Regions from separate parts of the Mus musculus genome. Here regions 1, 2, 3 and 4 are each linked to region 5. The links are chromatin contacts, called in public promoter capture Hi-C maps. All regions are on one chromosome and are shown on one strand. Each heading gives the region's core, a stretch centred on a gene start, on an enhancer-like site or on the middle of the called end of the contact. The rest is flanking DNA. Distances are from core to core; before and after follow the strand shown. Region 1 holds the start of Prkar1a (protein kinase, cAMP dependent regulatory, type I, alpha). Region 2 holds the start of Wipi1 (WD repeat domain, phosphoinositide interacting 1). Region 3 holds the start of Itgb3 (integrin beta 3). Region 4 holds the start of Fam20a (family with sequence similarity 20, member A). Region 5 holds the start of Helz (helicase with zinc finger domain).

Region 1 (2,756 bases), core at 50-2,549, 2.1 Mb before region 5:
AATCTAATTTTATGGCCTTAGGATTTTTAATCGGGTATGTCTTGGTTCCACGTTTGTATTTACTTTTTAAAAACCCCACAACTTAGCTTCTCTCCAAAACAAACACTAAAACCATCATCACTGCATCGAGTATTCGTAAGAAGGGGGATTCTTGAGGAAATTCGGTTCTGATGACACTCTTGCTTTCAGAAGGACTATACTGGAGGACATATTTAAACCGCCTTTGGGAGCCTGTTGCTGACAGGGCCCACATCTAAAGGATGCCAAGTAACACTAACACAGCCTGGGGGGTGGGGTGGGGGTCATCATCTAAATGCGAGCCTTCATTTCTCTGCTCAAGAAACCTATCTATCCTGGCTCCCTCAAGTCATCGGCTGTCCCCACACCCGCTCTGGGCTGGAGTTAAGGGTTAACGGGCGCCGCGTATTTTCACGAGGGAGGGCAGGAAAGTGCCCTTCACTTCACTTAGGCCACGGTCATGATCACTGAGAGCAGCAAGACGGCCCCTCATCCCCCACCAGGCAGGAGGCCGCAGACGTGGAGTGGAGCGGAGCGGGAGGCCTGGGGAGGCTGGGGTGGGCGGTGGTGGGGGCTGGAAAGGACGAGAAGTGTTAGGGGGACAAAGGGAAATGGAGCTAGGCTGAAATCACCGAGCGGAGGGGTGGAGGGAGACGAGCCCGCGAAGAGGAGGGGGGAAGCCAGGGCAGAAGAAACGACTGGGCAGAGATGAAGACTACAGCCGAGTGGCGAGGCTAAGACCGAAAAGCCATGGCGGATTCCGGTTTAAAAAAAAAAAAAAAATACCGAGCTCTTGTCCTTCAGGAAGTGGGGGAGGGAGGACGGGCGCCGAGGCCGCGGCGCGCGGGGGCGGAGGCGGCCGGGGAGCCGAGGGCAGCGCAGGACCGGGGACCCGGAGACACTCAGGACGGGGGCGGAACGGCGGGGGGCAGGGGCGGCCTACGGCCCCGCGGGGAACGGTGCAAGGGCGGACCCCGGGGGACAGTGCGAGGCCTGCGACAGGCCCCGAGGCCGCCTCGGAGGCGCAGGGGGTGCGGCCGTCCCCCCGCAGCGCGCTCCCCGGGGCGCCATCTTGGCTCGCTCCCGCGCCTTCAGGGACGCGCAGCGGAGCGCCGCGGCCGGCGACTCCCCGGTCAGGCCTCGGGCCCGCACTCACCTGAGGGCGGGCGGCGGCACGAGCAGGGGCTAACGCAGGGCGAGGCGGCCGGGGTGACCGAGCGTCCAGCGGGCTCAGCTCGCAGCCTCACTACCACTCTGCGATAGCGGCTCGGCGACGGCTCCACCGGAAACCAGCCGACCGCGGCCAATCAGCGTTCGGCTGCTGACGTCAATGCGCCTCGCTCTGGCCAGGGCGGTTGCCTTGGCAACCTTAAAGGCGCAGACGCCTAGGATCCTCCTCCAACCCCATCCCCACCCCCCTCAAGCCCACCACCGGCTACTCCCACCCCCTACCCTTAGCCCGTCGTCATCTAGCTAGAACCGTTCTCTTGCAGGGCACCTCTCCATCTTTATCTTGTCGCGTATACGTAGCCCCTTCATCGCTCTCATCTTTTTCCTTCTCTTTCTGCTAACCCGTTTCTGTCTCCTTTATTGTCCCTTCCTTACCAGGTGTGGTGGGGGGTCCTCTAGATTGTTTAGCTGTTCGGAGATCTCAGCCTCTCCTCGGTTCCTCGGTGGCTCTTGCGTCTGCCTCCCTCCACGCCTCTGTCTTTTCTCCCTCCCTTCGACCCTCCTACCGCAGACCCACGTGGGACGATTCGGTGACAGGTGGGCGACTCCGCCCTGGGTGCTATGGGACGGCAGGGAGGGGGATGGGGTTACAGGACGCTGGGCGGACAAGGAGATCCCTGCTGTTGGAAGAGGAGGAGGCCCTAGCGGATCTACCACAGCTGAGCGCAAGCGGATGCTGAGATGCTCCTGATGGACAGAGCGCGCATCCTGTGTAGACCCCCGCAATACCCGGGGTTCCGGACTCGGGCCTGTCATCCGGTCCAGGAAATCTGAGCCCCTATCAAGCCTCTGCTTGGCTAATCTGACTACTGTCTCCACAAGTGAGCTGTCATCAATGGAGGCCCTACCGTGCCTACAGAAGCACCAGATGTAGGGAGACTTCCAAGAGGAGCCCGGAGTCCTGATAATGCCCTAGCCTCCTATTATGCCAGACTGCGTCATGGGCAGTACAGACAGATGGGCAGATCAAATCATTGACCAAGCAAGAAATCTGAGCTGCATGAGAAAACAAGAGAAAAGGCGACTTCATTATTCCTTCAGTCAACTTTCCCCTTAAGTATGTGAAAATGAAAGCAAGGGACACAATTTTAGGCATATGAATTAAATAAATAAAGTGGGCCTAAATAAATACATAAATAAAATAGGCCCCTGCAGTGTGTGGTTCTGAGTAGCTGCAAGGTGTTGACAGCCTCATCGTGTATGTGCTAGGGCAATGTGCGTAGAAAATATCACGGATTTAACACTTAGTACCAAAAAAGGTTACAATATCTCCTGCATAATTTTCACAGTGATCCCCAGTTAAGATATTTGGGTTAAGTGGTGTTTGTAAATTTCACCTTTTTAAGCCTGACTTTGTCTTGGAATACCCAGACTATGATAAGGGCTCTGAACATTAGTTATGATTACCCCCCCTAGTAGTCAGAGGAAGGAAGGGGGAAGAGAAGGAAGCCGCTCCCTCTGCAGCCTCTCACCAGGATGTTGATCAATGGCTTCTTTTCCAGAGATGG
Region 2 (2,700 bases), core at 98-2,597, 2.1 Mb before region 5:
TGGCTGGATATGAACCGAATTGCCACAATCTACAGAACTGTGACACCATTATCATCATAGTAATAATAATGGCGATGATGAAGATTTCAGAGGCTGTAGAGATGGCTCAGCAGTGTTTTTACTGATGAGCGGAATTCTGTTCCCCAGAACCCACACCAGGCACCTCACAACCAATTGTATACAAGCTTGGGAAGCAAATCTCCAGTTTGCTTCAGAATGCATCTCAAACGACATGAGCTTCAAGCTGTACTGTCTTGTACAGTATTCTAGTTTCTCTCCTTTCTATACAAATCGAATGTCTGGTCAAATACTGCTGAGCAAAGTTGTATGATAACAAGTCCTGAAAGAAGACCCTTTCACATGCCGCTGTGTATTGTTGGTTTTAGATAATATAGTCTAGCCAGTGCTTTAACCGGGTTTTCAGTAAATCGGGTAGGAACATACCAAGGTAATATTGTTAATGTAAGGGTCGGGGTTAGCAAGAGCTCTTTCTCAACTGTGGGGCTGTATGTGGCTTCTTAATCGGCTGGGGATCTTTTTCCGAGAAGCTTAAGGGCTCTCCAAAACGGCTGGACTTTGATGTCTACTGATTTCAACTACAACTGCTGTAAGCTTAGCGGGCGGGCAAGGAAGCAGGCGTCCGCCCGCCTCCTTGGCGTTGTCTCCGACGCTAAGGCAGGCTTGAAGCCTGAAGCTCCACTCCTCCTCCTCACCCTCTGGACGCTCTGGCAATGAAAACACCACCACGTGGCCTGCTGCCTTTGCCTCGCGCACCTTCGGCCAATGGCAAACGGTTTCTCCGACTAGGGGGCGGGTCGTCAACAGCTGTCCCGCCCACTAGCCCTATTGATTGACTAAAAGAGTTGGTGGCCAATCCTGGCTGTCTGCGGAAGGCTCTGTTCGGTCAGCAGTTCTGTTCCCAGTGATAAAGAGGCGGGGTGGGGACAGAGACGGCCTGGAGAGGGGGCGGGGCTACCAAGCTAGGTAGAAGGAGGCTCGGGGCGGGGCCTGGTTGGCTCAGGGCGGAGCTAGGGCTGTGAGGGGGTGGGGCTAGGTGCCCGAAGTGGAGAGGGCGAGGCTAAGTGGGAAATGTGTAGGGCGGGTCCTGAAGGTCCCAGGCAGGGCTAGAGCCGAGAGGGGCGGTACTTGAGGCAGGGGCGTGGCCTGGCTGTTTTAGGACCCAGCCGATTCTCTGAAGGAGGGGCGGGGGTTTGGAGTGGGGCGGAGCTAAATGGGAATCGTGTAAGGGCGGGGTCTTACGATGGAGGGGCGGAGCTAAGTGGTATCTGAGTGGGCGGGGTCTGTCTGGAGGCGAGCCCGGGGCGGGACCGACGCGGCAAGCCGGCCCACGGAGCCGGCGCGGGCGGGCTGCTGAGGTGGCTGTCCCCCGCTCAGAGCTGCGGCTTCTCGGGTCGAGCCCCCGATGGAGGCCGAAGCCGCAGATGCCCCTCCGGGCCGAGTGGAGGCGGCGCTCAGCTGCTTCTCTTTCAACCAAGACTGCACGTAAGCCACGGCGCCAGCCCCCTGGCCAGGGAAGTGGGGGACAGAATGTCGCCACCAAAGGGTGTTGTCCTGTAACGCAACTGGTGGCTAGCCGGGGCCTGCGCGCCGATGGTACCTCGGCAGGGCAGCCTGTGTCGCGGCGTTGCTCGGCTGTAGGGGTTTGAGCCCACCCAGACGACTGCCAGCCAGCGCCTGCCAGAAAGAGCCGGCTAGGGTGACCCAAACAAGTCAGCAAGGAGGGCGGAGGGGGGACCTTGAATGTGGGGGAGGGACTTGGTGTGGGCCACCTAGTGACCGAAAGGGAGATCAGGGACCAAAACAAAGGTGAGGGAAGGGAGGAATGTGCAACTTGACTCAAGAGGGAGGATGCAGAGAGTCGGAAAGATGAAGAAAAACTTTACCATTTGTCCTTGAGTATCTCAACGTGGCATTTGGGCAGGGCCTCGGACAAACAGTCAGTCTATCCCTGTGGCCCGACCAGCCCCAGCACTGGGCATCTTGGCTGGTCTCTTTGGCCGTAGGAAGCTTTTCTTTATTTGCCTTTCTGTGTTTACTCGCTGTCCACCCAGTCCCAGGAATCTCCTGGAAGCTCAGGAGCCCTTTCTCTGCCCCAGACAGCTTCCCATCCCTGAAGCAGGCGCTCCACCCTGTTGCTTTTAAGTGGCTTTTTAATGTTTCACTATGATGGTCAACGTTTAGACTTTGGTCCATAAACAAGGGATTGCTTGCCTGAGTTCTAGGCATCTGCAGGATTGAATCTTAAGACACAAGCTACTGTTTTCTTCCCTGTTTTTGTGCAAGCCAGCCTGGGGACCATATGGATTAATCTCTTTGGAATGTGGAGCCCTGAAGCATCAGGGCAGGGATGACCACTTCCCAGTGTCCCACTTCCGGCTGTACCAGTTTCTGCTCTGTTCCTGGTTTGGGCTCAGCTTCAGGCTTGTGCCTTGGCTGCTGCTAGCTGAACTGTGCTAATATTGAACATTCATTCGTTGGTGTAATTAAGGCCATAAGCAGCCCTGGTTTTCATTCCCTTTGTGTTTCTGTTTGAAAAACCCCTGCTCTGAACAATATGTCTTTGTTTGAAAAATCTGTGTGTGTAATCATATAATCCAGTAATTCGACAGCTTGGCTACATGAGTGACTCTCAGGCTGCCTCTGACCACAACCCACAATAAAAAAGTACATCTTACAACA
Region 3 (2,700 bases), core at 62-2,561, 2.9 Mb after region 5:
TTAGAAACATCAGCTTTCCTGGAGGATTTCCCCATTCCCCATCAACGGCTACCAGCAGCTGACAGAGACTCTAATATCTCCAGGGCAGAATGCTAGAGAGCCTGGTTCCTGTTCTGTGGTGACAAAGCTTGTTCAATGTAGGCTAAAGACCACAGTTTTCATCTTTCGCTTGGAAGCTTCTGCCACAAAAGACAAATATCAGTTCTCTACTGAAACCCCTTTCCCTTTCCCTGTCCCATGTCTATGTTCATCTGTACCACCGTACAAGGGTCAGGAAGGCAGCCACCAAAATCTTTTTTTAGATTACTTAACTTCAAAGTCAACTTAATAAAGTTTACCTTTAACAAATAGTCCATCTGGGTCTGGAGATGTAGCTCAATTAATAAAGTGCTTGCCTGCCATGAGGAGACCCTGGGTTCGACTCCCTGCAGCATATAAACCCTGAGGGGTGGTGCATGTCTATAGTCCTAGCACTCCTTAGTAGAGGCACAGGGGAATCTGAAGTGCAAGGTCACCCTGGACTACACAGAGTGTGAGGTATCCTGAAATATATGAGACTGTATTACACACATGTGCACACACACACACACACACAACTGCGGGTTTTACTTGCTCCAGCTGACCTCCAGCAACCACCCCCTCCCGCTCCCCTAGGCTCTGCGGACTGGATGACTCCCCTTCCCTGCAGCGTTAGTGGGCCTGAAAGCTGACGATGCAGGCAGCTGATGTTGTGGGACACACGCAGGAGAGACAAAGTCAGCCCCAAGGACCTCTGTGCTGACTCCCAGCACACAGTCAGGGAGTGTTGGGTGAGAGGTCGGCCCCAGAAGGGACGGAGCCCGAATCCCTGCTCCTCCTTAAGGAGTGGGGCGGCCAGAAGATTGTCCTGCGCACTCCAGAGAAAGGGGCAACCCAGAGCGCACACACCCACCCAAGCAGGTGAGCTGCATCCTTCTGCCAGCGCACCGGGACGGCCCAGCGGATCTCCATCTTTCCTCTGCTTCCCGGGCCAGGCCAGGATCTCCGCCACCAGCGATGCGCCCTCGAGGCCACGGGAAGAAGGATCCGCCCCCCGCACCTCTGCTTCTCAGTCCTAGCTCCGGGTTCCCAGGGTCCTACGGCATTTCGCGCACCCGACTCGCTCACCTCCAACAACAACGCCCGCCAGCGCCCCCAGCGCCAGCAGAGCGGCCCAGAGTTGTCCCGGCCACTGCGCTCGCATCCTGTCCGCCGCCCTTCACGCCGCGCGCGCGCCACGGCGAGCCTGGCACCCGCAGCTGCTTTTCCTGCGGAGGGGAGGGAAGAAGGGAGGGGACGGGGTGGGTGGGACACAGCGGGGCGGGCGGAGTGCTCGCGCTCCCTCCCTCCGGCTCACGCCTGGACCCTGCCTGAGGCTGAGTGTGATGGGTAAACTTTGCAATCTTCCCCAGCCCCCCGCCCACGAGGACCTGCCCGCGTTCACTAGAGGAGACCGCGCCCCCCGGGGTCCTGTGTGCATCTGGGTCCCAGGTGTCTGCGCCTGGGTGCTCGGTTTAAAAAAAGAAGAAAAAAAAAGCTTTGGGTCACTTCCTGGACTCTGCTAGTCCCACCTCCGCAGAGACATCAACACTGCTATTTCACTTCACCGGGCTCAGTTTGCTTTCCTCCTGGTTTCATTCTTTTCCTCAACGGGCAGGCAGCTGTCAAATGCTTTCTATGCAGCCTCTTGTCAATACCACACCTGCAGCTTGTGGTAGGAAAGACGGATCCGAGTAGAGCCTCTGTCTGTAAATGCTTGCTTGCCCGTAGCAGGTGTCTAAGAATCATTTTAGAACAGTCACCATATTGCCTTCCAACTCAAATTCACTAGCTTTATAGTATTTTCCTCAGAGAACACTTGCTGCTGTTCCTATCCCCTGCACTAGTTTCCTTGAGTCTTCCCCAGATGGGAAACCCCTAGACGTGCAAAAGGTGCAAAATGCTGAAGCTGATCAGGATGTCATAAGAAGTGACTGGGCCTGTGCATCCTTACGCAAGAAGGGTAGTGTTGTAAAATAAATAAATAAATAAATAAATAAATAAATAAATAAATAAATAAATAAATAAATAAAACTAGGGCAGGCGATGTGGTGCAATCGGCAGAGCACTTGCCTAGCAACCACTGGGCTCCATCCCCAGCACTACGTGAAACAGGATGTGATGCCTACAATTCCAGCCTAAGGAGGCAGGAAGACCAGAAGTTCCAGGTAGTGCTTGAGTACATAGGGAGTTCAAAGCCAGCCTGAGCTAGAGCAGACTCTGGAGGAAGGGTGTGGAAAGAACTCAGCCATGATCCATCACCCAGCCTTAGCCCAAGAGATTTTTGTCACTCCTAAATGTCCCATGCCTTTCCATCTGACTGACCTTCCTTCCTCTTTCCATTTGGAAAATCCCACTTACTTTTCAAAACATCTCAAATGCCATGTCTTCCACGCCATCTTGTCTGATGTTCCTCCTCCTCCAGCCTTGTCCTCTCCAGAGGTGTACCCTTCTTCCTCAGACTTCTCACACAACAGGATATTATATCATTTCATGTCACAGATATGAACTTTATAACTGTATAAATTCATGGACACAATTGTATTTTCCCCGGTATTTCATTACTCTACACAGTGACTCATAGCAAGTTTGAATACACCCTAGGCTACATAACAGGAAAGTATCCCAAGCAAACCAAAAGTA
Region 4 (2,700 bases), core at 81-2,580, 2.2 Mb before region 5:
GTCAATCTGGTCCCAGAGAAAAAACCTGCCTTAAAAGCATCAGTGTGGATCAGTGGCTCCTGAAGACTAACACTCAAGGTTGACATCTGATCTCCCCAAGCACACACACACACACACACACACGGGCACACACACGGGCACACACACGGGCACACACACGGGCACACACGGGCACACACACGGGCACACACACACACGGGCACACACACACACACACACACACACACACACACACGGTCACACACACGCACTTCTATCTAAAGATGAGAGGACAGCAGCTGCCACAAGAAATAGTTGACCAACTGCCGGGAAAACTCCAGTGTTAACCCACAAGCTACAGTGTCTCAGAATGGAGACTCCAGCAAGAACCTGGAGATCCTTAACCAATGAAATTAGCATACATAGGCGCTTTGTTGCCCAGGCAGGCAACAGCTGGGGGGAAACAGTCTTTTCCTGAACATTCTCCAGGGTGGGGCCACCTCTCCAGGCAGACTCGCATTTACTATGCTCCCAAATTATAAAACAGAGAAAGCCAAGGTTTCAGGGCTGCCCTCCCCTGATCCTCAGAAGGAAGGAACACGGGGTGGAGAAGTGTAAATGACCTCACAGGATATCAGGAGAAAGCCTAAGTAAGCGGGTCCTCCAGTGATTCATTTGGGTGGACTACTTTCACACCAAGCTACATTCAAGAGTTCGGAGTGGGGTCATTTGGGGCCCCTCCCTCCCTGCCATTTCCTCTTTTCAAAGTACTGGAAGATTTGGAGTCAAACTCCATCCAAACAGGAAATCACCCAGGTTCTAGGTTAAGGGGAGTGGGAGGGGCTCTTATTTTTTAAAGGGCAAGCTATTTTTGTGCACCACGTGAGTATCTTCAGAGCAAGTGCCTACTATGTGCTGGTTGCTATGAATCCAGTTTATGCCCTGCAGCGAGTATGCTGAGAAATGAAATCCAAACCCCCAGACACACATCTGGCAAAGCTTACAGAAGAAAGGCTTTTAAGGGTTTGCATTGTCCCCCCCCAAAAAAAAAAACCCTAAAAATGGAAATGAAAGGCTCAAGTCCACCTCTCTTGGGCTCACCAGGATGTGTATGAAGAGCCCTGAGCAAGGAAAGTGGGGACAAAGAGGAGGAGCCGGAGGAGAGGATTGATGACAAGGTGGAAGGGCAGAGCCGGCAGCAAAGGGATTGGGAGTTTGGCTGGCAAGCTATGCCAGAGGCAGGTGCCAGCTAAGAGTGGGCGGAGGTGCGGGCGCCAGGCCAATCCAGGCAGCGGGGAGGCTCCGCGTTACCTCTGCCTCTAGGAGTCTAGGCGCAAAGACAAGCTCGCCCTGAGTCGCCCCTGCTTTGTCAACTCTGCGTTCCCTCCGCTCCTGCCAGCCCGGGGCACAGGAGTCCCTGCCGCCTGCAGGAGGAGCCGCTGGATCTGTCTCAGCAGCTGCGGAGAGACAGCATCCTTGGAAGAGACGCCCCGGGCTACGCAGTCTCTCCAGCCTCCTCCTAGGGGGCGAGAGCTCCTTTGCGCTCCCTCCAGTGATCGCCCTCTACACGGCCACCAGAGCCAGCACTCCTCCACGGGACCTCCCCACCTGAGCGGTCCCTGGCAGAGGGGGTCACAGGGCAAAGAGACTCAAATAACAACCGGGTAGCCAGGGAACCCCAACCCTGCCTCTCTACTGGGCAAGAAAAGACGACGCTGTCAACACTGTGAGCTTCCTGCACGCGGTCCCCAAGTTCAGGGAAGACACCCTTCCAGGAAGAGCTAATCCCCTGTGTGAGCATTCCAGCCTCCTCCGGACTCCAGGAGCTTCTTCCGTCTGCACCCCAAGTGTTTCCCGGGTGTCCGCTTGGGCCATGCCCGGGCTGCGCAGGGACCGCCTGCTGGCCCTGCTGCTCCTGGGCGCGCTCTTCTCCGCCGACCTCTACTTCCACCTCTGGCCGCAAGTGCAGCGCCAGCTCCGGCCGGGCGAGCGCCCCGCCGCCTGCCCGTGCTCTGGCCGCGCCCCCTCCGCGTCTCTACACTCAGCCGCAGCCTCCCGAGACCTTGGCACAGCCTCGCACAACTTTTCAGGAGCTTTGCCCCGGGTTGAGCATCCCAGCCGCGGCCACCCTGCCCCGCGCTCTAAGCTGCAGGCCCTCTTCGCCCACTCGCTCTACCAAGTCCTGGAGGATCCGCCTCTCCTGGGACCCGAAGACTGGCTCCTGGCCAGCCAGGAGGCGCTGCGGTATTACCGGAGGAAGGTGGCCCGCTGGAACAGGTGAGAACCCTTCCGAGGAACCCCAGCACCGGACTCCCTAGCATGACCCTCCAGGTCCTGGCTACCCATGTCCACTCCCACCCTGGGCTGTGGGAACTTCACTCTGCCGTCACAGCCTGGCACTAGGCTTCGATCCCCATCTGGACGCCCACCAGCTGTAGCAGGCCTTAGATTTCTGAGCAACAGCAAAGAAATGCTCCCAGCCACTCCCCTCGAGTTCCTGGGTTCTCTAGCCAGTCAGTTTCCTGGTCCCAATGCTTTCTCGGGCCTCTTTCGCGCTGTCCTGCTGTGGACAGCTGCTCTGGGCCTGCTGTTTTCCAGAATGAACTTTGCAAACAGAGAGCAGGGCTGGCGACACTCAGCTCTGCTCTTTGGTCAGATCTGACTGTCATATCCCAAAGACCCAGTTTCCCCCCCCCCCCCCCCCCCCGTCCCTGTCCCTCT
Region 5 (2,824 bases), core at 228-2,727:
AGTCTCACCTTGCACATCTCACCGGCTCTGTAGTTCATTAGTGATCAATTACTTCATCCAGTTCCTGGAGCAAACAGAAAAAGAAGATGGTATGCAACACCAGTTGGAGCTGTTACCAGTTACAAGCATTTTATAGTCCTTTAGTAAAAGAATATGGATACACTTCAAGTGGAAAAAGTTATTTAAAAAAAAAAAAAAAAAAGATACAGGATGAAGCTTTGGAGGGGAAAAAAATTTGCTTCTTTTACCTAAAATTGAAAATATTTTCTTTCAGCAACAGATTAGAAAATAGTCTTCAACCTTAAACATAATAAACTCATCTATTCTACACTGATTAGTCTTACTTTCAAAAATAAAAGAAGGGAGAAAAAAATCAAGGAGGGGGGGAAAAAAGCTATTCATATGAGTGAAGAGAGCAAAATCAAGAACAAACTAGGCCAGATAACGTCTCCCTCTTCCCCCGGCTGCTCCCGGCATCCACTATCTCTGAAGTTACACTTCTGATTATCCTAATGGCTTGTCTAAAAAGTGTAACTTTGCAAGGGAGAAAGGATGCCAATTTCGGAGCTCAACAAAAAAAAAAAAAAAAAAAAAAAAAAACAAGGTTCCCAACCCAAAAGGAATCTGAAGGCTCTGGCTTCCAGCCCTGTCTGTGAGGACCCTCAGCAAAGGCCAGGGGGCAGAAGACTCAACTCATTTTGGGGAGAGAAATCACAGTTCCTACTTAGGACTATGTGTCCGAGCCCTTGAGGGTAAAGAGAGAGAAGGAAAGAAAGGGGCCTTTGGAGACACCTCCAGGAAGAGACTGTGCATTTGTTTTTGTAGATGTGCTCACGGGCCACGCATGTCCCAGGAGGGGGGCGGGGAGAGGGGGACCACAGTGAATCTTGAGCAGAGCCCTCTGCTGGGGAGGGGCGCCCCCTGACCCACTTTCGTGCTGTCCCCTGCCCTGGGGTCGCCGCCCCACCCTGGGTGGAAATGCTAACCCGGAGGGCTGCACCGCGCGCGGCGTGGGAGGCCGCCCGCTCCCCACCCTAAGCCGCGACCCTGGGGCGCGGGGCGTGCGGGGACCCCAGGGTCGGCCCGTGCCGGAGCAGCCTCGCGCGGGCTCCCGGGTCCCCCCGAACCTCGGGCGTGTGCAAGGACCCTCGGGCCACCGCCTGGGTCCCTGGCACCTCAGCCCCCCAGCGGAGGGAAAAGGAGATTGAGGAGGGGAAGAAACAGTAAACAGCTCCAGCGTCCGGGCCTCGCCTCTGAGAGAGCCCCGCTCCCCAGGCCCTGCCGGCGGCCGGCGGGATCCCCCGCTGTCCCCGGGGCCGCGCTGTCCCGGACCCGGAGCACCCGAGGAGAGTCCGGGCCTCTCCCCGGATGGCTCTGGAGGCTCCTGAAGCGACCCGGGCAGCGGAGAACGGGGAAGTCAGGACTTACCTGTCATTACTTTCTACGCCATCTTGGATCCACTTGTCAACGTCCCCACAAAGCATTATGGGTAAGAAAGAGCCTTTAAAGTGACTCCCCCCCCCCCTCGGCCCCCGACTCCCGCCTCCCGCCGCCGGCGCCGCCCCCTCCGGCTGCACCTCCCTCCGGAAAGTTGGCCCCAGAGGCCCGCCCGGCCCCCTTCAGCGCCTGCGAGACTTCTCAAGGAACACCCCTACTCACACACCCAGTTTTCCAACTGTGCCTTTGGGGTGCTCTCTCTTCCCCCCACCCCCGTCCCTATCTCCCCCATTCCTTACGCGAGCTGCTGTCTGCCCCGCCGCGATCCTGCCCTAGTAGCCAGATACCCTACTCCTGCATTCAATCAACACGGCGTGTCCCGGACGCGGGTGGTGTGTGAGCCGGCTAGCGGATGCATAGATGTATGCAGGGATGCATGAGCGCATGAATGCGCACGCCTGCGAGCGGTTCCCCCAGCTCCAGGTCCTTGCTACCGCTCGCGCTTCCCGCCCCGGGGCATCCGCCAGGCATGTCGCACTCGCGCGCGGGGACAGTGTCGGTATCCTAAGAAGCCACTCTGGGGCCCTAGGATCCCAGGAACTCGGTGAAACGCCGAGTCAATCCGCCCGCAAAGCTGCAATTGGGATCTGGGAAGGTTAAGCTAAATGCAACTTTTACCCCAGTTTACTCGCGCGGTCCCCTCCTCTTGGCCGGTAATGTGATCTGCGACCCTCTAGGTCGGAGGACCCCCTCCCCTAGGAATGTGGCTTTAGAATTCAGCCGGGTTAGAGTCCAAATTGTGGACTGTGACTTCCCCATGCAGGTAACTCAAGAGAACCCGGCTGCAGAGTCCGGGTGGGGCGTGGATGCGCGCCTGGGCCGGGAGGGGGTCCCCCGGGTGGGTTGGGGGGTAGTGCCTACCGCGTTTCAACTGTCCTGTTCCCACAAGGCGGCGACCCCAGGCGGCGGGACAAGGTAGAGGGCGGGCGCCACGCTGGCTCTGGGCAGAGAGAGGAGGGGGATGTCCAGAGTGGCTTGGAGGCGACCAGGACGCAGGAAGTAGGAGGCGACCGTGCGCCGGCAACAGACCTTTGCGAGCATCCCGCGGGCATCTGCTTTCTGGTTGCAAGACAAGCCCAGCGCTTTCCCCGCCCCTCCCGCGTTGCTTCAGGCGAGCAACACCTAGCTCAGGTGACCACCCCTTTTGCTCCATGAAGTACCAGCTCCTTGCAGCCCTAGTCCTGCCAGAAATGTAGGTCTGTTCATTAACTCCCCACCCCCACCCTATACATTCTCTTCCTCCAGTGTCAGCACTGCTGAGTTTGAGGACCTCTAGATGCTCGCCTCCCCGGAGCAAGATTTGTGTCCAAAAGAAAATGCTCCGAGA

Evidence for each region. Promoter capture Hi-C pulls out the DNA fragments that hold promoters and counts their contacts.
Region 1: a contact with region 5 is called in a promoter capture Hi-C map of liver, with 3 times the contacts expected there. The contact joins the promoter of Prkar1a here to the promoter of Helz in region 5. A contact is called at or near these places in 2 of 39 promoter capture datasets (the 3T3-L1 cell line and liver).
Region 2: a contact with region 5 is called in a promoter capture Hi-C map of the HPC-7 cell line, with 8 times the contacts expected there. The contact joins the promoter of Wipi1 here to the promoter of Helz in region 5. A contact is called at or near these places in 3 of 39 promoter capture datasets (the HPC-7 cell line, hippocampal neurons and liver) and 1 of 115 datasets of contacts at active chromatin or transcription factors (embryonic stem cells).
Region 3: a contact with region 5 is called in a promoter capture Hi-C map of pre-B cells, with 2.0 times the contacts expected there. The contact joins the promoter of Itgb3 here to the promoter of Helz in region 5.
Region 4: a contact with region 5 is called in a promoter capture Hi-C map of hippocampal neurons, with 2.6 times the contacts expected there. The contact joins the promoter of Fam20a here to the promoter of Helz in region 5. A contact is called at or near these places in 2 of 39 promoter capture datasets (hippocampal neurons and liver).

What each region holds. Positions count from the first base shown.
Region 1 is chr11:109,649,492-109,652,247 of GRCm38.p6, reverse strand. Prkar1a (protein kinase, cAMP dependent regulatory, type I, alpha) reads right to left here and starts at 1,299. Exons shown (of 11, transcript NM_001373913.1): 1 at 1,175-1,299.
Region 2 is chr11:109,610,036-109,612,735 of GRCm38.p6, reverse strand. It overlaps Wipi1 (WD repeat domain, phosphoinositide interacting 1), which reads left to right and starts at 1,347. Exons shown (of 13, transcript NM_145940.2): 1 at 1,347-1,503. The coding sequence starts at 1,424.
Region 3 is chr11:104,606,611-104,609,310 of GRCm38.p6, reverse strand. Itgb3 (integrin beta 3) reads right to left here and starts at 1,311. Exons shown (of 15, transcript NM_016780.2): 1 at 1,147-1,311. The coding sequence starts at 1,222.
Region 4 is chr11:109,720,868-109,723,567 of GRCm38.p6, reverse strand. Fam20a (family with sequence similarity 20, member A) reads left to right here and starts at 1,330. Exons shown (of 11, transcript NM_153782.2): 1 at 1,330-2,256. The coding sequence starts at 1,853.
Region 5 is chr11:107,546,586-107,549,409 of GRCm38.p6, reverse strand. Helz (helicase with zinc finger domain) reads right to left here and starts at 1,477. Exons shown (of 33, transcript NM_001368755.1): 1 at 1,429-1,477; 2 at 9-64. It overlaps Gm39426 (a long non-coding RNA gene), which reads left to right and starts at 1,416. Exons shown (of 3, transcript XR_003949607.1): 1 at 1,416-1,489; 2 at 2,387-2,628; 3 at 2,743-2,824.